Linked DNA regions of Danio rerio: region 2 is linked to region 1. The links are chromatin contacts, called in public Micro-C maps. All regions are on one chromosome and are shown on one strand. Each heading gives the region's core, a stretch centred on a gene start, on an enhancer-like site or on the middle of the called end of the contact. The rest is flanking DNA. Distances are from core to core; before and after follow the strand shown.

The links. Hi-C and Micro-C count contacts between places; a contact is called where the count stands out from the background.
Region 2: a contact with region 1 is called in a Micro-C map of caudal fin, with 4 times the contacts expected there. The contact joins the enhancer-like site here to the promoter of bmi1a in region 1. A contact is called at or near these places in 2 of 18 Hi-C or Micro-C datasets (caudal fin and an unstated tissue).

What each region holds. Positions count from the first base shown.
Region 1 is chr24:21,127,628-21,135,408 of GRCz12tu, reverse strand. It overlaps bmi1a (bmi1 polycomb ring finger oncogene 1a), which reads right to left and starts at 4,998. Exons shown (of 10, transcript NM_194366.1): 1 at 4,675-4,998; 2 at 2,067-2,199; 3 at 1,883-1,979; 4 at 1,704-1,759; 5 at 1,571-1,621; 6 at 1,368-1,473; 7 at 660-702; 8 at 456-554. The coding sequence starts at 2,184. It overlaps commd3 (COMM domain containing 3), which reads right to left. Exons shown (of 8, transcript NM_001008734.2): 2 at 7,631-7,742; 3 at 7,490-7,553; 4 at 7,369-7,403; 5 at 7,192-7,252; 6 at 7,060-7,116; 7 at 6,917-6,970; 8 at 5,752-5,970. The coding sequence ends at 5,911.
Region 2 is chr24:21,159,435-21,167,215 of GRCz12tu, reverse strand. pkd1l1 (polycystin 1 like 1, transient receptor potential channel interacting) reads right to left here. Exons shown (of 54, transcript XM_073940623.1): 9 at 7,764-7,781; 10 at 5,528-5,709; 11 at 5,239-5,442; 12 at 3,308-3,471; 13 at 2,654-3,025. Among named protein-coding and RNA genes, the nearest start is that of pkd1l1, 13 kb to the right of the region's middle. Within about 2 kb of position 2,800, at least 5 of the 62 cell types and tissues checked have an H3K27ac peak or open chromatin away from gene starts, as enhancers often do.

The DNA.
Region 1 (7,781 bases), core at 3,749-6,248:
TTGTTTCTTTTGCGTTGTGCAGTTTAATTGACAGAATTTTTACAAAGTATGTTGTACACTGTAAACTCGCAAACTTTCTTGTGTCATCCATAATGCATGTTCATTTTCCTCATTTAAAATATAAAAAATGTTTACAGATTGATATTTGTCTGAACCCATAACTCTGTGGTTAGTTGTTTTGGATAATATAAACAGATGTGTCAATATAATGTTAACATTTACTTTCTATGTGAATTTATGTTTTGAGTTTTTATTGCAAATGTCACATTCATAACTCTGGAATTGATCAAATGCATAAAAGCCTCTTAATACTTGCTTTATTTTATAAAAGTGCATCATGATAAAGCACTGAAATATTAAACTGCATTATTGTACTAATAGCAACAATCCAATAATGATTTATAAAGGCTGGTTCATTTGAAAATGAAATTGCTTCTACAATAACATCACATGACCTGGTAAGTAGGAGGTATATCCATTTTGCTTCTCAGAAATTTCCTCAAATGCATCACAGTCATGGCAGCAGGGCATTGTAGATATCTTTTGTTATTGACCTATGTGTTTTAAAAAGAAAATCAGACAAATGCTTCATTTTAGTGCAATCCATAACAATATCTAAAACTATTTTTTTTTAATAATTCATATTGAATGCAAATTACCTCCTCTTTTTGTCTCTCCTCTGTGCAGCCTTGCTGTTGCGCCCTAAACAATAAATAGCATTATTATTGTAAAATTGTATTGTATTATTGTAATAAAATAATATCCTCAGCATAATTCAGTACACCCCATTTTAAAAATGAATATTTTTATCCATTTCTCAGTAAATATAGGCAATGTATTTTGGTGCATTTAAACAAACCAGACTTATTGAAATAACATTTCAGTCACCAAACATATTTAGAAATTAAAAGATAATACAATTAAATTTATTGTAATATAAAATATTGTAAAAAAAAAAAAAAAAAATTCAAATAAATTTTTACATTGTTACTCTTGATTTTCCTTTTTTTTTAATTTTGTATTTAATATTTTTTCTATAACATAAATTTGTTTTTGTTTTTTTGGACCGTTCTATTAAGTTATTTTGTTAGATAAGCTGCAGATTTGGCTTCAGTACTGACTAATCTAATGTATATGCACAAATATAATACTGTATAGCTTCCACAGTAATAGCTACTAAAAATACTAAATTAAAAGACAGATTTGTGAGGGGTGTACTCATATATGCCGAGCACTGCAAGTGATAAATTATAACATGTTTAAAATAAAATATCTTTATCAATAAAGTTACTCTAGTATAATAACCACTTGTGTTGTTTTGACTTTTGTAAGAATACACTTTAACTTATTCAAACATTAACACATACCTATGATCGAAAAACTCAATTGACAGACTGATAATCTCATCATCTGTAATGATTCGCTTGTCCTCGTCAGCAACTTCCCCTCGATCCTCATTTGACCCATTTGCAGCTTTAAAAAAATAAAGATTTTACATCCCAGTGCAACACAGATTTGTTGAACTGTTGGGGATTGAACAGACTTTTGTCTTAACATAATAAATACATACCATCAACAGATGGGTGTTCAGCATAAAAGTCTCTCCTACGCTTCATTTCATCTGCACAGAAAAAAGTCATATCTAAAATAAGCATGTGTGAATTCATACAATAATACACTTATAATATTTTAAAGTGACTGACTTTTGAAAAGACCAGGAACCAACTTGTATACAATGTCTTGTAGAGTTTTGTCAGACCTGGTGTTGGGAGGGAGGATTGAGAGGTTAGATGTGGTCAGTTAAACAATTTTTGGAAAGACAATGCAATTTAGGCTATCCTGTTCTGATGGTAAAAACAACAACAGTAATGCTGAAGATTACCGTATATTGAGAAGTGGCTTTGTTTTGTGAACCTGCACATCACATATGGGGCAGTATTTACTGGTCTCCAGGTACCGGACAATGCACATTTTACAAACTGAGGATAAGAAAAATTTAACAGGATAAGACACAAAATCCAGATATTTGGCATGAAGTTTTCAGATATAAGCAAAAAAACACTTACATGAGTGCAAGCATTCTATGATTGTTGTTGCATCTATGAAATATCCACCACATAATACACACATCAGATGAGGATTGAGCTCTGTAATCTTGATCCTTGTTGTGCGATGCATCGTCATGGGATAGAAAAGAACCTGCAGATGCATTAGAATAAGTTGAACTAGCAACTTACAATCACCTGAGACTTCTACATTACCCCTTATTACGGGATGTTTTAAATATCTAAATAATGCTGTTAGCGCACTTTAATAAACAGACAACTATAATTTAAGACAGCTTGTCTACGCCTCTGTAAAACTGCTTAATTGCAATGCATAATGATCATATCGGAGTAAATGAAGATTCGACAACACGCAAAAGGCATAAATAAAGCATCCATCATAAGAACAATCTACGTTAATTAACTTTACGTGACGAACACTTCCCACGGTTTCTATAGCAACTAAACCTGCGTAACGTGGCAACGTACCAACCAGCTGAAAATAACCATGCCGCTTTGTCTATAAATGCAGTTCCAGCAAATTTTAATTGAAAACGAGTCCGCCGAATACATCTAAAACAGCGTGCATCGTGTAATAATGGTCTTACATTTGATTTTTAGTCCGTCCACAAACGACTGAAATAACACCACACATCTATGCAATAATGATGCTGATCTCCGCTTTTTGCTTAGACAGTCTCTCCCTCCTAAACTACTGTTTCAGTCGCCCGTTGCCCATAAATGCACCGTGCATTAAACTGATACCCAATTGACATCATGACTGTCGTCATACGTTGCCATGTATAAGGTTTAATTTTGTTTTACACGGAACTGTTATTAAAACACCTCATTACTTCGGTGCATTCTCTGAGAGCCGAGGACAAGTCTGAGATGACAACCATCCGAAAACGATCAGAGTAAGCAACTCTAGAGTAGTGATTTACATGTGAAGTAGCCTACTAAACCTGCAGCTATACTTACAGTAGTTATAACTGGCGTTTTGAGGGTCAATTTTACATGTTGTTGTACAATTAAAGGACGATTTGAATGAAACATGAATAAAGAACACATGATAAAAACACATGAGATATTACTTCATATCAAAATATATAGGCAACAAAAAGGTTGTGAATATACACGCCAAAAGGAACGTTAAAACAAAGGTAAGTCGTCCAAAAATATATCCTTATTAAAATTTGTAAAGGCGGCCAGGATCTAGATTTTAGCTAAAACATCCACTAGACAAACAGAAATGATCTAGGCTTCAGGACGGTTTGCCCTCACCACTGCAACAAGCGTTTCGGTTGGTTTGAGACAGACAACCACAACCTTTTTGATCTTTGACAAGCACTTTGAGGATGATGGCTTCACGTATAAAATAAAGCAGTCAGGAGGAAATTACCTTTATACACAAACTGTTCTACGTGAGAAGGTGTAGTTTGCAGAGATCTCTGGCCTATTTCGATTAATATTAATATACCACCTGATTAAGCTGAGGAGAATCAAACTGTTAACTGTATTTAACCTATTCTACATAACGCATCAGGTTTTTGACATTTTGAGTTCACAACTTCAAACAGTGTCATACGTTATAACCTATAATAAAAATAAATTGTTTACCAAATCTTGAGGGGGACAGCTGCAATTTCTAAAACAAGATATAGGCTAAACGCGTGATAGACTTATGTTTTTTTAAACAACAAAGGTCAAAGCGACAAAGTTCAGTTCTAAAAGATAAACTAAAAGATTACCCCTTGACATGCAGCGACAAAAAACAGCAAGGCTTCCACACATTAGCCTACATAAAAACAGGTGAAAACGAATAATTTAGCTCAAGTATAAATAAATGTATATAGCCATACACGTAAAAATATATATTTGAATGGTAAAGTGGCTTCAAAGTCCAACAGATATATCCTTAGATCCAAACAAATCTTGTAACCTACAATATAGGATGTCCAAACAGCAATTTAAGTCAGATGGATAAATTAAAGTAAACGCTGAAAAACGTTATATTCGTAAAATAAGTATATTGTTTAATGTGTTGTTTTGTCAACCACACATCGTCTGTGTAGTGAATGTTTGCTGTCAGCTACTGAATGCTTTGTCCTGTATATCCGACAACCTGGCATGTTTAGGTTACTGTGCAAATTTAAGTTAAAAAAACGCACAAATAGGCACAATTTAGCAAAACAACAAGTTTGATCACAAGTAAACATCATACAGATTGCATATCTATAAATTTAGATAACTAGTTAATGTTACGACAAACAGAAAATCCTTTAGAAACCTGCCTGACATAAACAGGCGACCCGTCTTTACCCGATTTCGCGTGCACGGTCAGGATTCATTAATAACTAAACCGTTTCTTCTAGCTAGAAACACCAAACAAACATCATGATGTCAATAACTGAATACCACACAACTCAAAAAGAGTCATTCGTGGACCCATTAAACAAAATTCTTAGATAAAATAACTCAAATCTGTAAGCACGCGGAGACACGGAGACAATGTTGCGTACGCGAGCCTGTCAGTTCCCGCATCCTAACGTACGTCTCCATTTTAAGCTCACAAAAACACTGAATTGGAATTAGACATATGTAAGGGGAGATATCGAAGAACATGTACCTTTCTGGACTGGAGTGAATAGTCGAGCCTGGTGCTGGTTAGACAATGAAAGTTATAAGTCGATCAGCAGAAAATGAATACGAGCCAAGCGGCCATCTTGAAAAGGGCTGCAGACGCTGTCAATTGCAATAAGAGAACGGTGGAGCAGGGCGCAGTACAATAATAAAAAATAGAAAAGGTCCTGTTGTCGATGTGCGTGCCTTGCTTTGTTGGAGAGACGTAACCGGTTTCGTATTTAGACCTCCCGCGTGTAAAACAGCCAGGCTGATGTGCGTTTTCTCCAGACTAGCGCCTTCAGTCTTCTCTTTGAAAAATGCTGCGCTGATGGTTCAGTGGAAACTGACACCGTCCCCAAAATGGCTTGTAGTTCGACCGCCCCGTGCATCACGTGATCTAATTCCTTAAGGGTGGCCTGGGAATATGTGTCGGTGTATTCAGCGCGGCTCTCGCTCAACAAATAACAAAGAATTGCTTTTCAAAGTCTGTTTGACCGTGGTCCAGCTCGTGTAAGGTTTACACAATAGGATAGGTTCTTGTAGGTCAGCTTAGAACCGTTTGCCACATGTCTACAAAATAAATAAAATCCGCTAACAGCGCTAAAAAAGAATGATTCAAAACATAGACATGATCAACTTACCGTAAGATTTTCTATTTATACACATCTGCATAATCTAAACTTGCAAATGCACCAAGGAAGTATTTAATTAATTAGCCGATGGCATGTTCAGACATTGCATGCGTTGCTGAATTAATTCACGGTGATGAATGTTGCAGAGAGCAGTACAGAAAAACATTGCGAACTCTCCCTCATACGACCGGGAGTCCCCTAGAAAATCCTGACTCTACAAATATGACTCAACGGTATCTATAGCATACTCGCAGTCTTTTCTGTTCTGTCCTTATACTCTCTCTCTCATATATATATATATATATATATATATATATATATATATATATATATATATATATATATATATATATATATATGCGCAACACATATTTACACTTTAATGCTAAAATATTGATTTCTTCTTAATTGCGTCAAAGAAATAAAGTCTAGCATACACAAAGACAGCCTTGCTTAAAAGTGATTTATTGTGGATTTTATGAAAATGACATTTTGGAAAAACAACCACAAACAAACAACCACAGCACCAGATAATATTAATCGATATGCAAGAACAACAGAACAAAAAGAAACCGGAAAGATGCGTTTGGTTAGACAACCTCCAGGAATCATGACTGTGTTGCTCTCTCGACACTTTTTGCGGCGTCCTTCATTTTTCCAACCAAATCCTGAACACAGTTCAAACAATCCAGTTTATTCACAAGCAAATACAAAATATAGAAAAATTGATTTTTACCAAGTCAATTGTTTTACATCTAAAAAAAGCAGTCAAACAGTTCATGCAACTATACTAGATAAAGCAAAGCCTAATATAAAAAAGATCAGTTGTTGACATCGTAAACCTCTGATGATCTATGAAAGTAAACAAAACTACACAAAATTAAATGAAAACTGGGCTTAATCAAAATTAAGAAGGTAGAAAATAGCCCAGTTTGACCGTGCATAAATAAGATTGTTGATTGCATATAGAACAATCAGTAAGTTAGGATTAAAAATCACTGTTTTATAATTTAATGTGAACTTAATGGCAACGTTTTATCAAATTTGCTAAACGCGTGGGTATTTATGAAAACCTCTGGGATGTTTGTAAAGAGGTGTGATGATAACTGAGTGCATAAGAATTTTATGACTTGATCTTTCGGACAATTCACCTTTGTGTCACCCCAACAACAAACAGGCATCTGTGTGACGACGATAATAAAATTAGTATGCAGGCTTTTACAGAAACAGAAACCACACGATGGTAACTTTGAAATTTTCAGGTAGGCCTAAACTCATCATTCAATTACCGGGTTGTAGTAAATTAATGTCAATAACAACAGATTATTATTAAATATTTATCGCTCGTCAAATTCTTTGTATATTGGTTTAAATCAGGAAGTTTTGTATAAGAAGGCCTACAAAATAGAATTTTAAAGCAAGATAAACTCTGTTTCTGAAGAGTCAAAAATATGAAAATAACTGTGAAAACATCAAATTGTTTCAAATAATAAAAGCATTTTAGCCTATTTAAACCTTTAGAAAAATAACATCTTAATCAATGGCTAAGCTGGAGGAAATCATCCACGTGCTTTTAGTCAAACTGATAGTGAGTCTGTGGACTAAAATAAATACCTGAAGTTGCTCCATTGTGCAGTTAAACTTAATTTTCGACGAACAGCCACCGCTCTGCAAAAGCAACCAGAGTACATCCAAAGTGAAAATAACCATTACTGGAAAGTACAGTGAATGCATGTAGGCTTTATGGAATTACATACCTCAGTGTTTAAGGAAATCAGGTATGACGGCTGATTGACTTTATGTACATGACTATTCTGTGGAGAGAAAAAATGGTCATGAGATATTATGGAAGTATTGTAAATGATGGACAACTTAAAGAAACAACATACCTTTATACAATATTCAAGACGCCATGCAGCATCAGTTATATGGGGAGGGCATATGTCAATGCTGAGGAGCAAGTAAAAAAAATAAATAAAGTATCACTGCGGAAATATTTCATTGAATTAGATAAAAGTGATTTTTTTATGCCTTTCAAAAAAAAAATAATAATACACATGCCTCACCTTGACAACAAAGACTCCACATTTTGTTTGTTTTTCTAGAAGATATATAGAAGAGAGATATTCACCTTACTGTAATTCAACTGTTCTTTTAAAAATATTGGGAGACCAAACGTTAGCCTACTTGGAATGAAGTATAAAATATGTCCACTCTTTCAGTCTGAAACCCCAGGTCTTCAAGACATGAGCTAGAAGAACACACGGTATTTTCAGAATTTAGAACACAAGCGGATAGGGGTTGGAAATGATCTTTAGAATATGTTACCTAATTGTCGATTTATCCGCATTTTGCTTAACTCCCTCAAGAATGAACGTTGTTGCCGCGGTGTGACAGTGGTTCAGAGTTGACTGATCGATGTGTTTCAATTCTGGATGACCTGAAGTTGAAGAAAAAATGGTCTAAACAGAAGCTTGAA
Region 2 (7,781 bases), core at 1,551-4,050, 34 kb before region 1:
TACTTTATTTACTTTAATATTGTTTTATGTTTTTTGCTTCATTAGTACCAGTCTTTAAGCAGTAAGAATACACATAAATCATGTCCAAATAATAATAATGATAATGTTTAAAAAAGTAAAAGTCAAATGAAAGCAGAATATGCAAATATAAATATAAAAACTAACAAATTTAATAGACAAAAACAACACTAGATATCATGCTGACCATGCTGTGGTCATTATAATGTATTATTACTGGCATTATTAACATTAATGTTTGAATGGCACAAAGCTCTGATCGACATATCGTACATACACTCTCAGAAAGAGGTATACGGTGGTACAAATAATGTTCCTTGAGGAACAGTTTTGTACCTTTGTAACAGTTGCACCTTTTATGGTACAGAGAAGACCTCTTATGATACTGTTCTGTACCTTTTATGGTACAACTGAAATTAAGATACATAGTTGTCCTCATATAAAATATACATAAGTGTTGGACAACTTTATATGAAAATAAATAGGACTGGAAAGGTGATTTTCTTTATTAATACAATTATCATTTAAAAACATATGTTAAAAGAAACTCATAAACATGAATTATTAAGTTTTAGAATACAATATTAGGAAGCAACTGGTAAAACATAAAACTATAGATATTGTAAACTAAAATAAAACTATAGTTATGTAAACTATAGGTATTGTAAATTAAACACTTAAGGTATTTATAAAACTATAGGTATTGTAAATTAAACACTTAAGGTATTTATAAAACTATAGGTATTGTAAACTAAACACTTAAGGTATTTATAAAACTATAGGTATTGTAAACTAAACATTTAAGGTATTTATACAACTATAGGTATTGTAAATTAAACACTTAAGGTATTTATAAAACTATAGGTATTGTAAACTAAACACTTAAGGTATTTATAAAACTATAGGTATTGTAAACTAAACACTTAAGGTATTTATACAACTATAGGTATTGTAAACTAAACACTTAAGGTATTTATAAAACTATAGGCATTGTAAATTAAACATTTAAGGTATTTATACAACTATAGGTATTGTAAATTAAACACTTAAGGTATTTATAAAACTATAGGTATTGTAAATTAAACACTTAAGGTATTTATAAAACTATAGGTATTGTAAATTAAACACTTAAGGTTTTTATAAAACTATAGGTATTGTAAACTAAACACTTAAGGTATTTATAAAACTATAGGTATTGTAAACTAAACATTTAAGGTATTTATACAACTATAGGTATTGTAAATTAAACACTTAAGGTATTTATAAAACTATAGGTATTGTAAATTTAACACTTAAGGTATTTATAAAACTATAGGTATTGTAAACTAAACACTTAAGGTATTTATACAACTATAGGTATTGTAAACTAAACACTTAAGGTATTTATAAAACTATAGGTATTGTAAACTAAACACTTAAGGTATTTATAAAACTATAGGTATTGTAAACTAAACATTTAAGGTATTTATACAACTATTGGTATTGTAAATTAAACACTTAAGGTATTTATAAAACTAGGTATTGTAAACTAAACACTTAAGGTATTTATAAAACTATAGGTATTGTAAACTAAACACTTAAGGTATTTATAAAACTATAGGTATTGTAAACTAAACACTTAAGGTATTTATAAAACTATAGGTATTGTAAACTAAACACTTAAGGTATTTATAAAACTATAGGTATTGTAAACTAAACACTTAAGGTATTTATAAAACTATAGGTATTGTAAACTAAACATTTAAGGTATTTTAAATAATTGTTTAATAATTGTTAATAATTGTTGAATTGTGAAATAAGTGTTTGATAAGCATGTTAAACACTGTTAAGGTACAAAGTGTCTTGTTACTGTAGTGCTACTTTTATGGATCAGATTTGTATCTTTGATGAAGGAACAATATTGTATCTGCAGGTTTTAAAAAACCTATGGTACATTTTGGTGTACAATGGTAAAAAAGGTACTTATTGTACAAACTGCAATGGTACAAATTTGTTTCTTTGTCTTAAGGCACAATTCTGTCCCATACAAAGATACTGCCCCTGTGACAAGGGTTTGTACCTTCTTTGGTAAAACATTGTACCATTTTTTCTGAGAGTGTACACAACTAAATACATAAATATTTGTTTTGTTTTTCTCCGATTTTATTATTAGAAGAGCTCTTTTTTATTGTGAAAGCCCTAGTTACACCCGGATTAGGTAAAGCAATTGACCACCAGGGGGCGTCTAATCTCGTTTTGTCATAACGGGTCGTGATAAAGTGCTGTACAAAGCTAGCAGAATATTGCAATAATTAATGCATAAAAACAAACACTTTGCTATATGGTACACAAATTAAAACTGAAAACTTTGTCATAATTTACTCACCACTTGTCACCAGTTTATTGTTTCTGTTGAACACAATGGAAGTTATTTTTGTTGATAAATGCTGGAAACCGGTAAGCATTGATTTCCATAGTATTTGTTTTTCCTACTAAGGAAGTCAATGATTACTGGTTTCTAACATTCTTCAAAATAGAGTTTTTTGTGTGTAAGAGTAAATAGTGAGTAAACTTCAGTTTTTGGTGAATTCTCCCTTTGATAATTAACACTTTTTATTGACTAATCACATGATTCTGACTGAGTGGTTACTTTTACCTGATATTAAATCTGTCATTGACACTCTATCGGAGCCAGATAAAGACTCCCGGTGACCCCCAGACGACTCTGTTTCCCCAGGGAAGGATGGGAGGATGCCTGGTAAATGCATGACAGCTGGAAACACTGCATGGTGGTTTGTGTTTGAGTTGGGACTGTGAACGTCATGGTGTTTCACTGAAGTCAGAGAATCTAGTGTAACTGGGGCTGTGAGGTCAATGTGATCAGATAAAAGATAAGGAGCCAGAGATCCAGGAATAGAGCTCTCAGTCAGAAGTGCTGGAGTGTTGGGTGTCACTGCAGGCCTGGAGAAATGTAAGCTCTCCTCCATTTTGGAGGGTAAACCGAGATCCATAGTGCTGCAGAACGGAACTGAGAAAGAGAAAGTTGATATCAGTTTGATCACAAAACACAATGTCAACAGTCTTACATCTGAGGTGTTTTTATGACAGTGCCCAGCATAAATGAGAGCACACCCTTTGAAAATTAAGACTTTGATAAATTTTTTAAGTAAAATGAATGATACATATTGCTGAATTTTATTTATATTTGAGAGAATATAAAATTACCTCACTATTTACTCACAGTGTTTCATTTAGAACGTATTATTTTTAATGAAGAGAATTTAGTTCTTTTTTAAGCTGGCCAACTTACCTTCTGCAGCAGCTCTGCTGGAGGCATTAACCAGGTAAAGTTTCCAGCGGTAAGTTACATTTTTTGTGTTGCAATCAGAATCCTCACAGAAAGCAGAGACAGTAAATGGTGCATTCCAGTTCACTGAATGTTCCTGGCAATCTTTACAAGACATATGAACGTTGCTGTTGAGAAAAAGAAAATATATATAAATAAGAACATATAAACACAAATTATTACAGCTAGCTTCAGAGAAATAGTTTTACTTTTAATTCATTTTGTTTTAAACTAAATCTACAAACACCATTTTATAAAACAATATAAAGACAGCAAAAAAGAAGTGAATGACAAAAATCAGAAGTAAAAATAAAAAATAAAAAAAACCTGCGACACATCTATCTGCAAATCTGGAATCTAAGGGTTCAAATCAATTTAACATTGAAAAATTCAGTCTGAATCAGGGCAATGAAGGGCAAAAAGCCAAACTTGTTTGAAGCTAGTGGGTCGAAGGGTTATTTTCCTAATTTATTTAATAATGTTTAAAAATGAATAGAAAGCACTGCTTTATATAAACGAATGCAGTAATATAATGAACATATTACAGTATTCATTGCCTTGATTTGCTTGCCGGTGTCTTCTTCATATTCCTCTATCTGTTGATTGACAGTATTTACATTTTCAAAGATTTTACTGAATCATTTTATTTCAGTTTGCTTTGTTTTGTAGCTCAGCAATAAAACAAACAAAAAAGGATATGTCAAATTAGAAAATGATGATCTGTGTTAAAGACATTCACCCCAACCCTCTAGATCATACTCACCCTCCTCTCAGATGAAATGGTGGGCCAAATCAAAGGTTACAATGGGCCAACTTTGGCCGACGGGCCCTACTTTGGACATCTTTGGTTTAATACAGTACTTAATAATGCATATTACTAATCACAAATTAAGTTTTGATATTACTATATCAAATATTATTTGAATTGGAAATTTACAAAATATCTGCTCAGAATCTGATCTTTACTTATTATTCTAAAGATTTTTGGCATAAAAGAAAAGTCAATAAAGTCTTAAAGTCTTAAAGTTTTAATTGTTTTAAATCGTTTAAAGGTCAACATTTTTAGCCCCTCTAAGTTATATAAAGTTACAGAACAAGCCATCTTTATATAACAACTTGCCTAATCACCTTAAACTGCCTAGTTAACCTAATTAACCTAGTTAAGCCTTTAAATGTCATTTTATGCTGTATAGAAGTGTCTTGAAAAGTCAAATATCTAGTCAAATGTTATTTACTGTCATCACGGCAAAGATAAAATAAATCAGTTATTAGAGATGAGTTATTAAAACTATTTTGTTTTTGAAATGTGTTAAAAAAAATCTGTCTGTTAGACAGAAATTGGGAAAAAATAAACATGGGGGCTAATAATTCAGGGGGGGTTAATGATTGTGACTTTAACTGTACATGCACTTGAAGTAAAAAAAAATTTTGCCATCCAGTGATTTTTTTGTTTTTCAAATATTTCACAAAAGATGCTTAACAGAGCAAGCAAATTTTGTAATATTTATTTCTTCTGGAGAAAGTCTTACTTGATTTGTTTCGACTAGAATAAAAGCATTTTTTAATAAAAAAAATTTATTATTATTAGTCATTATTATTAGCCCCCTTAGGCTATATATTTTTTGATTGTCTACAGAACTAATCACTGCTATACAATGATTTGCCAAATTACACTAACTTGCCTAATCAGCCTAAGCCTTTAAATAGTACTTTATGCGGAATACAAATATCTTGAAAAATATCTAGTAAAATATTATATAGTGTCACCATGGCAAAGACTAAAGAAATCAGTTAATAAAAATTACATATATTTAAACTATTACGTTTGGAAATGTGATTTAAAAAAAACTTTCCGTAAAATCCAATGTATTTTATTTGACACAGTTCAAACCCACCTGATATGTTTTGATATTACAGTGATGAACATCTCTGATGAGGATGATCGATTGCCACTGTATACGGTCAGAGTGAACTTAAGCAGGTCAAACTCAGGTTTCAAGGCAAGAGCTGGAAATGTAAGCAGTGCTGCAGTGCTCATGATGTTCCTGGTAAAACAGCCGCTCTTCTGTGTGTTTACTGGCCTGCAGGACCAGCTATAACTACAACAAACAAGATTGAGCACCTCATTGCGATGTAATTAAACAAAAAAACAACTGAATGTAATCAATAAACACTGTCACAAACCTCAGAGTATTATTGGGGTAATCAGGGTCATGTGATTTCCGTCCGTCAAGAGTGACGTTAACGCCAATCCGATGATTGATGAAAATATTTGTGGCTCCGCTGATGATACTGACAGGATGACTGTGCTCCACTTCTACTAAAACACTGTAGTTGCTGTAAACCACATTTCCGGATACCTGGACCTTTGTGGTCAAAACAACTCATTAGTATTTTTCTCAGTCAAATAAAATGCATTTAATAAAATCTAGAGCTCTTTGGCTGGAAAATATAAAAGCTGGCAATTATGTTAAGCAGCAAAATATTTGTATGGCATATATTTCAATGTCTTTATTAATCAGAGAATACTGTAAAAAAAATCACAGGTTTCATAAAAAATATTAAGCAGTGTAATTTTTATAGTAATACTAATAATAAGAAGAATGATAGTAAATTCTCAGCTTTGCCATCTTAAGAATTTTTTTAAATTCTAACTATATTTGACACTAATATAAGGATTTAAATTAAATATTTGGAGATTGTACATACATTTTTCTAAATACTTTATTTATATTATTTAAAATTTATTTAACTTAAATTTAATTTATATTTGGTCATTTATTTTCTTTTCGGCTCAGTCCCTTTATTAATCGGGTGTCGCCACAGCAGAACGAACCGTTAACTTATCTAGCATATGTTTTACACAACGGATGCCCTTCCAGCTGCAACCCAACACTAGGAAACACCCATACACTCCATACATTCACACACATACAGCCAATTTAGTTTATTCAATTCACCTATAGTACATATCTTTGGACTGTGGGGCAAATTGGAGCACCCGGAGGAAACCCATGTGAACATGGGGAGAACAAGCAAACTCTACACAGAAATGCCAACTGACCCAGCCAGTGCTTGAATCAGCGACCTTCTTGTTGTTAGGCGATCGTGCTACCCACTGCGCCACCGTGATGCCCTTTTAATTTATATTAATACATTTAATTAATAAAGGACCACACACACACGTTTCAAACTTGTTCTGTCTACAAAAATCCAAGACAAAAAATAAGCATCAAAAATATTATTTTCACTATTATTAGTATTTTTTGTTCTATTTTGATTTGACAACTTTCATGACAAGTAATGCCTAGATCATGGATGCTCAAACGTTTTCGTATGAAGGGCTGAAAACCAAATACCATTAATCACTGTGGGTCGAAGATAAATATACCTAACTTTTTCTATTAAATTTGCCATGAGTAATTTCTTAATTTATTTCATAATATTTAAAAATAAATAGAAAACATCACTTTGAATCATATTAACTAAAGCAGTATCACTTTTGTAATCATAACTTATTGCAATACAGTCATAAACAATCACATTTAGAGTTCAATGCTGAATAAACTAGTCAAGCAGAATCTGCCTTTGCCTCTATCCTTCAGGTGAGAGCCTGTTTCGTAAATTAAATCTGATTAAATGACACCTTTTGAATTGAAACATTTCTTTTAGCTTTTTGTAGCTTAACAATACAACAAACAAATAAAAGGCTAAATTAAATTTGAAATGACAATCTTTAAACCATCCCTATCATTCTTCCTCTAGATGGGATGGCGGGACAAATCAACGGTTACCATGGGCTAACTTTGGCCTGCGGGCCCTAGTTTGGGCATCTCTGGCCTATTGATGTTTTGATTGTTAAGAACATACAAACAGAAAACCACTGTAATATTTTTTCATCATGATTAAAATGAGATAAACAATTGATAGAAAACTGCACATGATCAATTACATTAATGTATAAAACATTCACAGTTTTTAAAAAATAATAAGAAATTGCTTAATATTAGCATTGTATGTATATTTTATAATTTGCAAAACATATTCATTCATTCATTTTCCTTCGGCTTAGTCCCTTTATTTATCAGGAGTCACCACAGGGGAATGAACTTATCCAACATATATTTTACACAGTGGATGCCCTTCCAGATGCAACCGAGTACTGATAAACACCCATACACACTCATTCACACACATACACTACAGCCAATTTAGTTTATTCACATCACCTATAGCGCATGTCTTTTGACTGTGGAAGAAAGCAGAGCAGCCAAAGGAAACCCACGCGAACTGGATCAGCCGATACTCAAATCAGCGATCTTCTTGCTATAAGGCGACAGTGCTAACCACTGAGCCACTTTGTCGCCCTTGCAAAACATCCTTAGCACATAATTTAAGTCAAGTGAAAGAAGGCCCTTACCTTTGCTATGGCTTTATA